Linked DNA regions of Mus musculus: regions 1, 2, 4 and 5 are each linked to region 3. A link is a contact called in public HiChIP or PLAC-seq and promoter capture Hi-C data. All regions are on one chromosome and are shown on one strand. Each heading gives the region's core, a stretch centred on a gene start, on an enhancer-like site or on the middle of the called end of the contact. The rest is flanking DNA. Distances are from core to core; before and after follow the strand shown.

The links. Promoter capture Hi-C pulls out the DNA fragments that hold promoters and counts their contacts. HiChIP or PLAC-seq counts read pairs in DNA pulled down with a chosen protein or histone mark.
Region 1: an HNF4G HiChIP or PLAC-seq map of pancreatic cancer cells shows a contact between it and region 3. The contact joins the enhancer-like site here to the promoter of Nip7 in region 3. A contact is called at or near these places in 5 of 39 promoter capture datasets (the 3T3-L1 cell line, cranial neural crest, liver and 1 more), 8 of 115 datasets of contacts at active chromatin or transcription factors (the 230-238 cell line, embryonic basal ganglia, embryonic forebrain and 4 more) and 2 of 9 other capture datasets (adipose tissue and liver).
Region 2: a promoter capture Hi-C map of embryonic stem cells shows a contact between it and region 3. The contact joins the promoter of Cdh1 here to the promoter of Nip7 in region 3. A contact is called at or near these places in 2 of 39 promoter capture datasets (the SN4741 cell line and embryonic stem cells), 1 of 484 Hi-C or Micro-C datasets (embryonic stem cells) and 4 of 115 datasets of contacts at active chromatin or transcription factors (embryonic stem cells, memory CD8 T cells and pancreatic cancer cells).
Region 4: a FOXA1 HiChIP or PLAC-seq map of pancreatic cancer cells shows a contact between it and region 3. The contact joins the enhancer-like site here to the promoter of Nip7 in region 3. A contact is called at or near these places in 12 of 39 promoter capture datasets (3T3-L1-derived adipocytes, the C10 cell line, the HPC-7 cell line and 7 more), 9 of 115 datasets of contacts at active chromatin or transcription factors (astrocytes, embryonic limb bud, embryonic stem cells and 3 more) and 3 of 9 other capture datasets (adipose tissue, liver and pancreatic islet).
Region 5: a contact with region 3 is called in an HNF4G HiChIP or PLAC-seq map of pancreatic cancer cells. The contact joins the enhancer-like site here to the promoter of Nip7 in region 3. A contact is called at or near these places in 2 of 115 datasets of contacts at active chromatin or transcription factors (neural tube and pancreatic cancer cells) and 2 of 9 other capture datasets (adipose tissue and liver).

The regions. Positions count from the first base shown.
Region 1 is chr8:106,736,125-106,738,824 of GRCm38.p6, forward strand. The region is part of intron 12 of Tango6 (transport and golgi organization 6); the gene reads left to right. Among named protein-coding and RNA genes, the nearest start is that of Tango6, 54 kb to the left of the region's middle. Within about 2 kb of position 1,342, at least 60 of the 459 cell types and tissues checked have an H3K27ac peak or open chromatin away from gene starts, as enhancers often do. A contact at or near this core is called in pancreatic cancer cells, where this site is marked.
Region 2 is chr8:106,601,937-106,604,636 of GRCm38.p6, forward strand. It overlaps Cdh1 (cadherin 1), which reads left to right and starts at 1,414. Exons shown (of 16, transcript NM_009864.3): 1 at 1,414-1,606; 2 at 2,351-2,471. The coding sequence starts at 1,559.
Region 3 is chr8:107,055,554-107,058,253 of GRCm38.p6, forward strand. It overlaps Nip7 (NIP7, nucleolar pre-rRNA processing protein), which reads left to right and starts at 1,324. Exons shown (of 5, transcript NM_025391.2): 1 at 1,324-1,437; 2 at 1,540-1,626; 3 at 1,720-1,858; 4 at 2,494-2,634. The coding sequence starts at 1,382. Cog8 (component of oligomeric golgi complex 8) reads right to left here and starts at 1,184. Exons shown (of 5, transcript NM_139229.4): 1 at 708-1,184. The coding sequence starts at 1,102.
Region 4 is chr8:107,388,386-107,391,085 of GRCm38.p6, forward strand. It overlaps Nqo1 (NAD(P)H dehydrogenase, quinone 1), which reads right to left. Exons shown (of 6, transcript NM_008706.5): 5 at 2,660-2,700; 6 at 1-739. The coding sequence ends at 434. Among named protein-coding and RNA genes, the nearest start is that of Nqo1, 13 kb to the right of the region's middle. Within about 2 kb of position 1,381, at least 45 of the 459 cell types and tissues checked have an H3K27ac peak or open chromatin away from gene starts, as enhancers often do. A contact at or near this core is called in pancreatic cancer cells, where this site is marked.
Region 5 is chr8:107,488,534-107,491,334 of GRCm38.p6, forward strand. All of the region lies in intron 6 of Wwp2 (WW domain containing E3 ubiquitin protein ligase 2), which reads left to right. Among named protein-coding and RNA genes, the nearest start is that of Gm51547, 16 kb to the right of the region's middle. Within about 2 kb of position 1,543, at least 97 of the 459 cell types and tissues checked have an H3K27ac peak or open chromatin away from gene starts, as enhancers often do. A contact at or near this core is called in adipose tissue and pancreatic cancer cells, where this site is marked.

The DNA of each region.
Region 1 (2,700 bases), core at 92-2,591, 320 kb before region 3:
TCAAAGGGTTGGTGGGAAATCCCTAGCAACCTCCTGGCGGCTCAGATGGCATTGGTTACACAGTTTCACGTTAGCTCAGGATCTGTTGTTGAGCACATGCCGTGCAGTGTGCTTGAGCCCCTTGCCAGTCACTTTTAAGAGTTTTGTTTTGTTTTGAGACAGAATCGCATGTAGCCCAGGCTGGCCTCGGATTCAGTCTGACGTTGTTGATTGATTTTCCTTTCCACCTCCCGAGAGAGAGCTAGGATTACAGGTGTACACCACCATGGCCAGCTTAGCTTATGTGCTTTTTACATAATTAATTTCTAGGTTTTAAGATCTATTTCTATTTTTAAATTATGTGTGTGCGTGTGTCTGTGTGTACATGCGTGTAGGTGCCTGCTGAGACTAAAAGAGGGTGTCAGATCCCCTGAAGCCAGATTTACAAACGACTGTGAGCCTCCTTACATGGGCACTGGGGACCACACACAGGTCCTTTGCCACCCACTGAGCCATCTCTTCAGCTCTAATTTATAGTTTTAAAAATTTATTCAAACATTATTGGTTATTATTTGCCACATGCCAGATATTGAGCTAAAAGATCTGGGAATATAGCAGTGGGCAAGACGGACATGGCTTATATCTCATACTGCAGCCCAGGGAGGGAGGCACACACAGAATGACCATTTAAAAATATGATAGAATTGAGTCAAATCCCTCCAAAGAAGAGGGACGGGAACGGAGGGGACATAACATCTAAGCTAGGCCAAGAGGTCTTCAGTGAGCAGATGGGATTTAACTAGACCTGAAGAGGAGTATGTGTGTGAGTGGGTAGAACTCGCGGAAGGAAGCCTTTCATTAGAGAAGCTCGTGCAAGGTCTCAGAACCAGAGAAAAGCCCCGTTGGTTTTCTTGAGGCACTGATAAGAGGAAGTTGTAAAGCCCCGGCGAGGCACTGCCAAAGGGAAAGGGAGAGGCAGGGCCAGACCGTGCTTGTGAGACCTGCGTGTGAGGGTGACTGGTTAAGGAGAGGCAGGTACAGACCATGCTCGTGAGGGTGACTGGCTAATTGGGTGACACATTAAGCAAGGAGACTGCAAGAAAGTAGGCCAGCGTCAGAGCAGGTATCACAGACTCAAGCTCATCCCGTGAGAAGGGAGCCCGCAGGTTCATTCTGAGTTTGAGCATTCACATCTGGGTGATTCCTGACATTCTAGATTTTGCCTTTCTCTTGACTTATTTTTTTTGGCTCTGTGTTTTTTTTTTTTTTGTGGTCTCTCTCTCTCTCTCTCTCTCTCTCTCTCTCTCTCTCTCTCTCTCTCTCTCTCTCTCTCTCTCTCTCTCAGATCAAACCCAGAGCCTTTCACTTCCCCATGTGTTACATCTCCAGCACTCTTAACAAGCGTGTCCAGCCAGCAGCCCACAGCTGACAGCCTGGGTCCCAGACTACAACATTATATTTTAGTGTCAAAAGGTGGGATACTCCTACCTGGAGAAAAAAAGGAGAAAAAGGATTTTTATCTGGGCTAGTTGTCAATATGAATCCCATTTCTCACTGGATTTACATTCCTAATTTTATATTTTGTATGTCATCTGAAAAAAATAAGCTTTTGGCTAAGGTTCCGGAGTCATATGAAATGTAACAAGGAAGAGTTCACAGATGGAATAGCTTAAGTTGGATTGTTACTGGATTTAATTAGCTTAGTTGAATTTTGTTTTCTGATTGAATATTAATTTGGATAGTCTTTATAGGTTGAAAGCATAGATTGTGTTTAATCTTCTTATTTAGTACTTATTTTAGACAATAGAACAAATGGGAAAGAAATCGCTAAAATCTATTACTGCATTTTTAGAGCCCATTGTTGGAGGCCGTGCCTCACTTGCTATCTCTGCACAGCCCTGGCCCATCCTTGCCCTCCTATGAGCCATCCTGACTCATTGCCACTTCCTGGGCTCCCCTGATTTTGCAGTTTAAGTGAACACACATCACCTTGTTTACTTTTGCCCTAGATTTGCTAATTTATTGTTTCCTGCTTGATTCATTCATTTATAAGAGTTTCCTCTTCCTCCTCCTCCTCTACTTTTTTTTTTTCTTTCTGGTTTTCTCTGTTCTCTGTGTAGTCCTGGCTGTCCTAGAACTTGCACTGTATACCAGGCTGGCCTAGAACTCATAGACCCATCTGCCTCTGCCTCCCAAGTGCTAGGATGGCATGTGCCACCACTGCCTGGCAAAGGTGCCCTTTTTTTAAAATTTTAGATTTAGTTTATTTGTGTGTATGAATGTTTTACCTCCATGTATGTATGTATGTATGCCACCTGTGTGCCTGGGGCCGCAGGAGGTCAGAAGAGGGTCGTAGGATCTCCTGGATCTGGAATTTGGATGGTTCTGAGCCACTATGTTGGATGCTAGGATTTGAATGCAGGTTCTCTGGAAGAGTACCCAGTGCTTTTAACAGCTGCGCCATCTATCTCTCCAGCCCCGTAAGGCTTCTTAGTAATGCTGGGTTTTGTCTTGTATTCACAATAAGGTCACATTTGAAAATCATGGTTGACTACAGTCACTCTTTAGAGCCTACAACATTTTCCCTGTTAGGAGTCATTGTTTTGGCCAATGAAACAGAATCTAACAGCATCGGGCCTTTCTTCATTCCTTTCTGATTCATGTAAGTAAGGTGATTATTAAAACAGCATGTCTGGGAAGAGGAGTTAGTGTTGAGAAAGT
Region 2 (2,700 bases), core at 164-2,663, 450 kb before region 3:
CAGGAGAGCTTGAGTTCTGGACTTTCCTCCTTTAACACGTTGACTTGCTACACGATATCAAGTTGTAGGTAAATAACAGATTTGAGTAACATCTCTTCCAGCTCAGATGGGAGAGGGCTGGAGAGATGGCTCAGCGGTTGAGAGCATTGACTGCCTTTCGAAAGGACCGGGTTCAAATCCCAGCACCCCCATGGCATTTCACAACTGGCTGTAATTCTAGTTCCAAGGGACCTGACATCCTCACACCAATACACATAAACAAAATAAATTATTAAAAAATAAAACCCAACAGAACAACTGATGAGGAGGGCTGGAGAGATGGCTCAGTGGTTGAGAGCACTGGCTGCTTCCAAAGGACCCAGGTTCAAATCCCAGCAACCACATGGTAGTTACAGCTGTCTGTAATTCCAGTTCCAGGAGATCTGATACCCTCACATAGACATACACGGAGGGAGAACAATGTAAGTAAAAGATTTAAAATAAAAAGCAACAACAACAAAACAAAACAAAACAAAAAACCTGATGGATGTGGGATGCATAGGATGCTGCTACTTGGGGGTCCCAAGGTCAAAGCCAGTCTGGGTTACCTAGTCCTGAGAACTGAAGTTAAGAGAACAGATTTTAGCCGGGCAGTAAGGTAGTGGGTACCTGTAGCTCCATCCCAGAAGTGAGAAGGCTGAGTTTGAACAATGATGAGTTTAAAGCCATGCTGGGCTACATAGCAAGGCTATGTCTCAAAAGGGAGCCGGTCAGGTGTTAGAAAATTAGATTAGCCTGGTCTGGTACCCCACTTGTGCAATCCCAGCATTCGGGAGACTGAAACAGGAGGATGGCTAAGACTAAGACAATTCCAGGCCCACCTGAGTTGGAAAACAAACAAACAAAAAAGCTACCAAACAAAATAAAACCGTCGGAGAAATAGCTCAGTCAGTAAAGGCCAATGGCGGCAATGCAATCCCAAGACCCTCTTGGTGGAAGAAGAGAATTGACTCTTGAAGGCTGTCGTCTTATCTCCACAATCGGTCTGTGGCACGTGCGTTTGCGAGCACAGGATCGCGCTCTCGCCCGCGCACGCACCCCTCCCCCCATGTTAAAATGTCATTTAAAATCCCTAAGCAAACAAACTCATCCAACCAAAGAAAATAAAAACATAAGAAACAAAACGGAAACCTAGATGATGAATAAAGTCCTTTGTAACTCCATGTCTCCGTGGGTCAGAGCACAGCTAGGCTAGGATTCGAACGACCGTGGAATAGGAAGCTGGGAAGTCTTCTAAGGCCGGCCCCATGCCACCAACTACAGACAGGGGTGGAGGAAGTTGAGGGCCCTGCAGTTCCTTGGCTGCCACCTGCAGGTGCGTCCCCAGCCAATCAGCGGCGCCGGGGGCGGTGCCTGCGGGCTCACCTGGCGGCCGCAGCCTCTGCGCTGCTCACTGGTGTGGGAGCCGCGGCGCACTACTGAGTTCCCAAGAACTTCTGCTAGACTCCTGCCCGGCCTAACCCGGCCCTGCCCGACCGCACCCGAGCTCAGTGTTTGCTCGGCGTCTGCCGGGTCCGCCATGGGAGCCCGGTGCCGCAGCTTTTCCGCGCTCCTGCTCCTGCTGCAGGTATGTGGAGGGTCCTGACTCGTGCCCCATGATCCGCTTCGCTGTGTTTTTCTGCCGGCTGTGGTCCCGCTTCCCTTCTTCCAAGAAAGTTGGGATCCGGAGGGCCAGATCGCCCTGGGCGCTGCGCGGTGCGGGGCTGAGTGCGGTGGAGTGGGAGGGAGGTCCAGGCGGGCGCGGAGTGGTCGCCTCTGGCGCAGGTTCCCAGGTGGGGGCGCGCCACGCTGCCGGCTCCCGGGTCCCCGGGTTGAGCAGGGTCCCTGTTTGAGACAGAGGAGGCGTGGAGCAGGATGGGGGCCTGCCTGTAGAAGGTGGGGTGCTGAAGTAGCGCGGACGATCCGAGATAAGGGAAGGGATTTTAGTATTATAAAAGCACCTGTCCTGTTAGGGAGGGACCGTAGATTGGGGTACCCGAGAGGAGTCTGCGGGTGTGCGTTGAGACCGTTCGCGGTCGAAGGAAAGTGGTGTCCGGAAGAGTCAAGGCGTCTCCAGTGAGATGCAAATGGAGCTAGGAGAGGAAGGTGGACTAGGTTGCCAGGTGGTGGCCCCAGATGTCCCCTCCCCCAAAGGCTTTTGGAGCTTGGCGGCTGGTTTCGGGATGAGCGGATAGCGTCCCTGTGTGCCCTGAGGGGGGTCCTCCCCACTAATCCCGGCGCCCGAGGCGAGGGAAGGGTTACCCTTGGTTTCGGTGTGGGCTGCTGGGAACCCCCTCAAGTCACCAGTTTGCTTACTTTACCTCCATCCCAGGTCTCCTCATGGCTTTGCCAGGAGCTGGAGCCTGAGTCCTGCAGTCCCGGCTTCAGTTCCGAGGTCTACACCTTCCCGGTGCCGGAGAGGCACCTGGAGAGAGGCCATGTCCTGGGCAGAGGTAAGGGAAACTGATGGTGTTACTCGGCCGAGTGGGGTCGGGTAGTGAAGGCGCCAAGAAATCGTGCTACCATGCTGGTAGGGTGGAATGGACAAAACTCTTCCTTGGAATTTACGGCAGATTTGGGAGTCTTATTTATCGATTGTGGTTGATCAAGGTAGATATGTCTGGCTCTGCTATTTATACGGGGCAGAAATGGGCCAAGGGTATTTAGAGGTCATCGGTATTC
Region 3 (2,700 bases), core at 74-2,573:
TTAAAAAGGAAATGCTTTTTGACAACCTACAATGACAAATAGGATCTGTCAGCTTCCTATCGATGGACATTTTGAAGCTGAGCACCTCCAGCCCACATTTATATAGGGTTAACTATGTCAGGCTCAATGAACTGCCTTGCATAATTTTATTTATTTATTTATTTTTGGTTTTTCGAGACAAGGTTTCTCTGCATAGCTCTGGCTGTCCTGGAACTCACTCTGTAGACCAGGCTGGCCTTGAACTCAGAAACCCGCCTGCCTCTGCCTCCCAAGTGCTGGGATTAAAGGCGTGCGCCACCACCGCCCGGATGCATACATTTTTTAGTTTGTTTGAATGTCTCATGTAGCTCAGGCTGTCCATGAATTCAATACTCAGACTAGGATGATGACTCTGTGACTCGAATACTGGGATCACAAGTGTCAATAAGACTGGCTGAATGTTTATTATTTAAACAACAGCCTATGAGGGAGTAGTGGACTCCTAGCTTCCAATTCTTGGAAACTTACTAGCTGTGTTCTTGGACAAGTCACTTCACTTCGACTTCCTCGTCTGTAAAATAATGACGCTACCTACCTAGATGGCTGCTGTGAAGTTTAAGTGGATTAACAAGGCAATCAGGAGAGAGCCCTGTACACTACGCTTGGGTCATGACGATAGCGTCCTGGCAGATACAATGACGCGCCCGTCCCCATCAGGCCAGCCGCACCTGCAGCTCTGCTGGAAGCGGGGCAGACGGTCGAGCAGGCGCCCGAGGGACGCCTCCACGTCGCCGAAGAGCCGGTGGATGCGCTCGGTGCACTCGGCCCCGCGAATGAACGTCTTGTAGTTGGCGAAAGCCAGGTCGCGCGTCTGCTGCAGCCGCTGGGCCCGCTCTTCCGCCAAGCGCTCGGGTTCGCGCCGCAGCCGGTCCAGCCCGGAGCCGCTCAGCTCCCGGAGGTAGCGGCCCACGTCGGGCTTCTCACGCCACTGAGCTTCGGGGAAGCGGTCCCGGAATAGCGACGCCAGGAGGCCCTCATCTTCCACCTCCCCCAGCGCGACGGCCGTGGCTGTCGTCGTGGCCGAAGCGGTCGTGGAGGGCTGGAGAGGGAGAGCGGCCGCCATCTCTCAAGCACGGTACCGTCACTTCCTCTTCAGAGCCGGTTTCGCTCCTGGGAAACGGAAACGATTGGGGGAAACATTTCCCGTCTCTATGGTTTCTCATCTAGCCGGCTTTCGGTCCCCGGAAGTCCGCCACGGTAGGCGGCGGCTGCGCAAAGATCACGGAGAATTAGGCTAGAGAGACACGCGTTCGTGGACCCCAGGAAGTGGGCGGGTGGGAAAGTGACTTCCGCTTCCGGCTCTCCAGGCACGAGGATTCCCGGGAGCCAAGCAAGCGGCAAGATGAGGCCCTTGACTGAAGAAGAGACCCGGGTCATGTTTGAGAAGATCGCGAAGTAGTAAGAACTGGAGAGGCGGATGAGGGACGGGCGTGCGGGGAGTGGGGATGCGGCTCCGGGGCGGGACGGTCCCGGCTCAGACGCTGGTCTTGTTGCCCTCAGCATCGGAGAGAACCTTCAACTCCTAGTGGACAGACCCGACGGCACGTACTGTTTCCGGCTGCACAACGACCGAGTGTACTATGTGAGGTGAGGTGGGGCGTGCTGCCCACTGCGTGGCGGGCTGGAGGCGTGCATCCATCCCTGGTCGTCACCGGGTACCTTCCTCCCGCGCCCCTGTAGTGAGATGATGCTGAAGCTGGCCGCCAACATCTCCGGAGACAAGCTCGTGTCGCTGGGGACGTGTTTTGGGAAGTTTACCAAGACCCACAAGTTCCGCTTGCACGTGACAGCTCTGGATTACCTGGCCCCCTATGCCAAGGTACGTTGTGGGGGCCTGGTCTCCAGGTTGCCATCCGGGATGAAGTCCCGGGTGACGGCGGCCAGGTCAGAGCACAGATTCTTTCCAACGAGTTTCTGGACAGCGTCAGCCTAAGAAGTTGTTTGTCGATATTGCTGCTTGGACACGTTTAGGAAGGGTTATGGCCATGGAGCTGCATAGCCTAGTTGTCTACAGGAAAACAGGCCTCCACCGTGTCAGCTGGATCTCAGAAAGCAGAGACGAAGACACAAGTGCCAGTGGTGAGGGTGATCCTAGGGTCCAAGGGGAAAAAAAAAGGAAATTGCTGATTATGTGAGCATTTCGATGTAAGGTTGAATTTCGATGTTAGGTTGAGGAAGGAACTCCATGGTGAAAGATCAAAAATTGGGGTATCCCAGCACTTGGGAGGCAGAGACAGGCGGACTTCTGAGTTCGAGGACAGCCAGGGCTACACAGAGAAACACTGTCTCAAAAAAAAACAAAAAACCCACAAACAAACAAAAACAAAAAAGTGGGGGGGGGGTCCAAACAACTTAAAGGTTCCCCACCTCTCCTTAAACTCGGAAGCAGCTGCTAATCCGCATTTAGGGATATAGCCCAACATCCTTGTGTCTTGGCTTTTAACTCTCTTTCAGTATAAAGTGTGGGTAAAGCCGGGAGCAGAGCAGTCCTTCTTGTATGGAAACCATGTGTTGAAATCCGGTCTGGGTCGAATTACTGAGAACACATCTCAGTACCAGGGAGTGGTTGTCTATTCCATGGCGGACATTCCTCTGGTGAGTAGCCACGGTAGCCATCCATCACGGCAAATGCCAGGTACCCACTGGAAAGGATGAAGTTTC
Region 4 (2,700 bases), core at 131-2,630, 330 kb after region 3:
ACAGTAATTGAAACCAGGATGTATCATAAACAGGCTTTAGCTAACTGCTAACTGCTAAACAAGTTAGTCCCTCGGCCATTGTTTACTTTGAGCAATTCCCTTCTGCCCTAAACCACAGAGAGGTAATTATAGACAACGAATCTTGATGGAGGACTGGATGCCATCTAACTGGGACTAGCCCGAAGAAAATGGCGAATATTGCATAAATGACCTAGAAGAGTATTTCCAGCTCGCTTCTGCACCTTGCCCTGAGGCTCCTAATCTGACTTCATTCATTTTGTTGTTATGGCAGAACTATCAAAAAAAAAAAAAAAGCATGAAGCAAACTTACTCCTTTTCCCATCCTCGTGGAGCAAAGGAAAAAAATGAAAGCAAGTCAGACAAGCTGGGGAAAAAGAAAGCTGCGTCTAACTATATGTTAGGAAAAAAATCCTTATTTTCTAGCTTTGATCTGGTTGTCAGCTGGAATGGACTTGCCCAGGTGATGGCCCACAGAGAGGCCAAACTTGTTCTTCTTCTGCTCCTCTTGAACTTCCTTTTTCATTAAGAATCCTGCCTGAAAGTTTAGGTCAAACAGGCTGCTTGGAGCAAAATAGAGTGGGGTCTCCTCCCAGACGGTTTCCAGACGTTTCTTCCATCCTTCCAGGATCTGCATGCGGGCATCTGGTGGAGTGTGGCCAATGCTGTAAACCAGTTGAGGTTCTAAGACCTGGAAGCCACAGAAACGCAGGATGCCACTCTGAGGAGAAACAGAACACAGCGGTAAGTCACAGGAGTTAAGTCCGTACTGTAAACGGGCATCAGAAGTTGATCTGCGGGGTGGAGAGCTGGCTCGAGATTTTCTGCTCTTTCAGAGTACCCCGCTTGGTTCCCAACATCCAGATGGAGGGACTCACCTGTCACTCCAGTTCTAAGGGATTGGATGATCTTTTCTGACCTCTGTGGCACCCACATAAACGTAGCATACATACCCAGAACAATAAAATGAATAAATAGAAATCTTAAAAACAAAAACAAAACAAAAAACTTGCAGCTTGAGAGATGCATTGGTGACTAAGAGGACCCACGTGGTGGCTCACAACCATCTGTAACTGCTGTTCCAGGGAATCCAATGTACTCTTCTGGCCTTCATGAACATTGCATACACACGGTACACAGACAAACAGCAGGCAAAACTCATAAAAAATAAAACTTAAATTAAAAAAAAAAAAACTTTTAAGAGGGTGAGTTGGGCTTGCCAATGGGAGAATGTACAATCTGAGGTGCCCCTGGGAATTGACACGGGTCTTTCTCTTACCTTCTGCCCTCCCTCCCTAGACTCCTTGGCAGAGCTTGAATGAGTAAAAACCTTGAAACTGTGCCAACCTGGATCCTCTGCCAAAAAGAGCCGGAAATTGTATTACATTAGGGAGAGCGTTTGCTCCTTGGCTCTGGCTCATGCGAGGGCATGTGGATGCGCATTTGTCTGCCTCTCCACATGATGAACTCAGTTTGCACAAATGGTCTTTTCAGCACCCATCTTGCTCGCTCTCCTCTGCACCCCCGGTCCTGAGTGGACATACTCCTCAGCGTCCAACCCACCTCAGAGACAAGCTCGGTGAACCTGATTCTTGTCCTGGGGAGCCAGATATGGCAGTCCACGCCTTAAACCCAGCACCCAACAGGTTGAGGCAAAAGAACTGCCACAAGTTCAAGTCTACCTTGGGATTGTATATGAACCTCCTCCCACCTTAAAACAATAAAAGGTCTTGCTGGGCAGTGGTGGCGCACTGAGTTCGTCACCAGCCTAGTCTTCAGTGTGAGTTCCAGGGCTACACAGAGAAACCCTGTCTTGGAAAACCCAAAACACAAACAAACAAACAAACAAACAAACAAACAATAAAAGAGCAGGAGAGATGGCTCAGCGAGTAGAGTCAAGATACCAGCCTTATAAGTCTGATGGAGAGAGAGCCCAGAACCTATGTAAAAAGGTGAATGCAGTTGGGTGTGGTGGCGCATGCCTTTAATCCCAGCACTCGAGTCAGAGGCAGATGGATCTCTGAGTTTGAAGCCAGCCTGGTCTACAGAGTGAGTTACAGGACAGATATACAGGGAAACCCTGTCTCAGAAAATCCAATATATGCGGCAGCATGACTCTGCAATCCCAGCATGCCAAGAGGCAAGATGGGAGGCAGAGACAGAAGTTGAAGGCCAGTGAGCCTTGACCACACAGTACTACAAAAGCCAAGGAAATCCTGGTACCAACAAGATATAAAGGGAGAGCCGGCTCCCAAAAGTTGACCTCTGATACACACGCGCGCACACACAATCGCACAGGCACACACATGCATGTGCAAACGCACGCATACATACAAGCACACACATGCATGCCCACACATACATTTTTTTTAATTATTAAAATATTCTGGGGTTACAGATACAATTCCAGGAAGACTGGAAAGAGCCAAGGCTGTGGCTGCACACGCTGAGGCCCTGGTGCACATAGAAGAGACTTTGACCATGTGCCCAGGGTCATCTCACAAGCTCCTGAAGGAAACTTAGGAGTGGCTGCCCTGTTCCCTGGCTGCTCTCCTCCCCCCTCGGGTCAGTTCTGAGTTACTGTCTGGAGGTTTGGACTCTGAGGAACGCTCGGCTAACAAACTCCTCTGGAAGGAGCTACCTGAATCGGCCAGAGAATGACGTTCATGTCCCCGTGGACAC
Region 5 (2,801 bases), core at 293-2,792, 430 kb after region 3:
CTTGTGCACATTGGCATGCACTGTATATGCATTGGCATGCACTGTATATATATATATATATATATATATATATATATATATATATATATGCAGCGTTTCATGCCCGTGGAGGAGCTGGTATATGGTGAAGGCCTGGGGAGAGCATAGAAGGACATTCATGGTTTGTTTCTGTTGCTGGAACAAGGCTGGCTTTGGACACTTGCCAGCTAGGTTGGGAAGGACTCCCATGTCCTTGGTACTGTGCACCATCATGCAGGGTCCCCTCTCTCTATAGTGAGTTCAGTCTTAGTGATGTGAGGGAGCTCATGGAGCCGGCAGACACATGCAGGAGAGGAAGCCAGCGTGGCAGGGCAGTGAGCAGAGTGGACTAGGAGGGTTTCCTTTGTCCACATGTTCAGGACAGTGCCACTGATCCTAGGCGCTAAGGAGACCCAGTGGAATGTGCGCAGAGGGAAGAGGGACTGAGTAGAAAGGGTGACCCCCAGTGCTGCAGCCTTCCTTAGGGTCTCCTAGAGGTTAGAAATGGTCTCGAAACTCCAGGCTGGAATAGGAAAGCCAAGAAAGTCTGGCTTCCTTTGTGGTGTGCTGTTTCTGGATCACCTGTGATCCTCTCTCTTCTTTCTTCTTCTGTGTTGTGTGAGGTGAGTGGTGGGAGGGAACCCAGTCGGTGTACTGTCCGTGTGGGCCCTTTTCCTTCTCAGCCCAACCTTGTGGGGCCTTGGATGTGAACCTCTGGGAAGGTTCCTAGATAAGGAAATGAGTCAGCATAAAAGAATCGAGTCTTTATTTCCTTTTAGTTTCATGAAATTGTTAGTTTCCCCCATAGTGTTAGGGATGGAATTAAATGTTTGACATACTGTAGGCAGGTGCTGTGCTCTTGATCTGTATGTACCCCAGTCACCTGAGTTGTCTAGGTTGGCCTTCAATTCACTCTTCTACGGGGGTGGCCTTGAACTTGTGATCTCCTGCCTCAGCCTCCCGAATAGTTGGATTTACAGGCCTGTGTCACCAGGCCTGGTGGAGCTTTTCATTAGAAGGTCTCTGCAAGGGATCGTGGTTAGGAAGCTGGGTGTGGGGCTCAGCGTATTTTCCTTTGTCATGTCTGTATCAGTTTATTTTGAATATAGTGGATGTGAATGCTTTCTGATGCTGGGAGCTGAACCTAGAGCCTTGACCATGTCAGGCGGGCACTCTAGCTATAAGCTATACTCTCAGCACTTCATATGTGTTGTGCATGCGTGAGAGATAAAGGTCCTAAGGCCTTGGATTTCCTCAGGGCCCTCCAGATAGCATTTGAACATGTTCTTCACAGTGACATTCTAACTATGGCCGTTTTAGGACATCCTGGTAGTGGTTTTCTGTCTCCCTCTGTGACCCTTCTTTTTTGTCTTGCTATGACGAAAACCTCTTAGATTTATTAGCTCCCTTGACTTGGCATTAGTAACCCCCCTCCCCCAAGACTGGAAAGAGCTGTATTCTGGGAAGCCTGTACAGCCCAGAGCCTCTGGTGAGCTCTGAATAGCTCATGGGCTGTGTCTGCAGACAGCGGATCCCAGAAAGGAAAGACAAATAAACTCAGACGGGTGTGAGTCTGCTGGGAAGCCCGGGGGGTGGGGGGGTGGCCTAAGGGAGAATGGGGAAGCAAAGCTGACAGGGAGAGAGGCGCTTTGGGACCTGAGCCATTCTCCAGTCTCTGCTGGCTACTGCCACTCCTTCTTCCATGGAGCTGACCAAAGCTGACCTGGAGATGTTCCCTTGTCAGCCTGAAATGAAATAGAGTTTAGCACCTTTATGCTTCCCCTTAAAAGCTGGCTATGGTCTCATTCTCATTAGTGACGCTGGAAAGAAGAAAGGAATCTGTGTACATGCAGATTCATCATTCAGCAGTGACAGACGCAGTCCCTGCTCCCAGGGAGTCTTCAGGCTGTCTTCTGAGCTGTTGAGATCATGGACAAGCATTTGGGGCATTTTCAAAAGTAATTATGAAGATTGGTACCATCTAAATATGCACGTTGATGCACCAGTTATCTCTTAGTAAAAGTGACACTGTACATTTACTTATTTATATCTGTTTATTTTAGAACTAGCTATTTGACATTTCCTCTGTAGGAAAGGAGCCAAGGGAGAGGTAGTGTGGCCCAAAAAGCTGAGTAGGACTGAGGGTAAGGAAAGCCAGACTCACAGAAGTCATGGCGACAAAAATATAGAAAGGCACAGAACCTGATACCGAGGATGTTGTAACAAGACACTGGGCAACAACCACAAGTGCTAGTGTGTACACACCAAGTGTTTATACATCAGCATACCCATAGTGTGAACAAACCCAAGTGCCAGGACTATTGATGTGCCAGTGTGTACACAGCCAAGAGTGGAACATTCAAAGATACTTTGAAAGAGTTTGCTGATCTAGTGAAGTGGGGAACAGGGATGTCCCTCTATGCAGAGTGCTCTGCATGGACAAAGATAGAGAAAATAAGAGAGCTTGGCTTACTCAGGGACAGGAGTCCTTTGGTCATACTCCATGGGGGTGATTGCTGTAGCAGCCCTAACCCAAAAGCCTGAACCCAAAAGCCCCTGCTGTCATCTGGTTTGTTTTTATAAGAGCCATTTTACGTTCCCAGCAGAATTGGCAGGAGCACAGAAGTCCTTATTCACCTTTGCAGCCCTTGATCAGCCTATGTTTGAGGGAGGCTGGTGACACACTGTTCTCACTCAGAGGCAATTGTTTATGCTAGGGCTCTGGCTTGGTGATGTCCATTCTGAGGGTTTTGACGAATTCATGGTGTGTGTCCACCGTTACA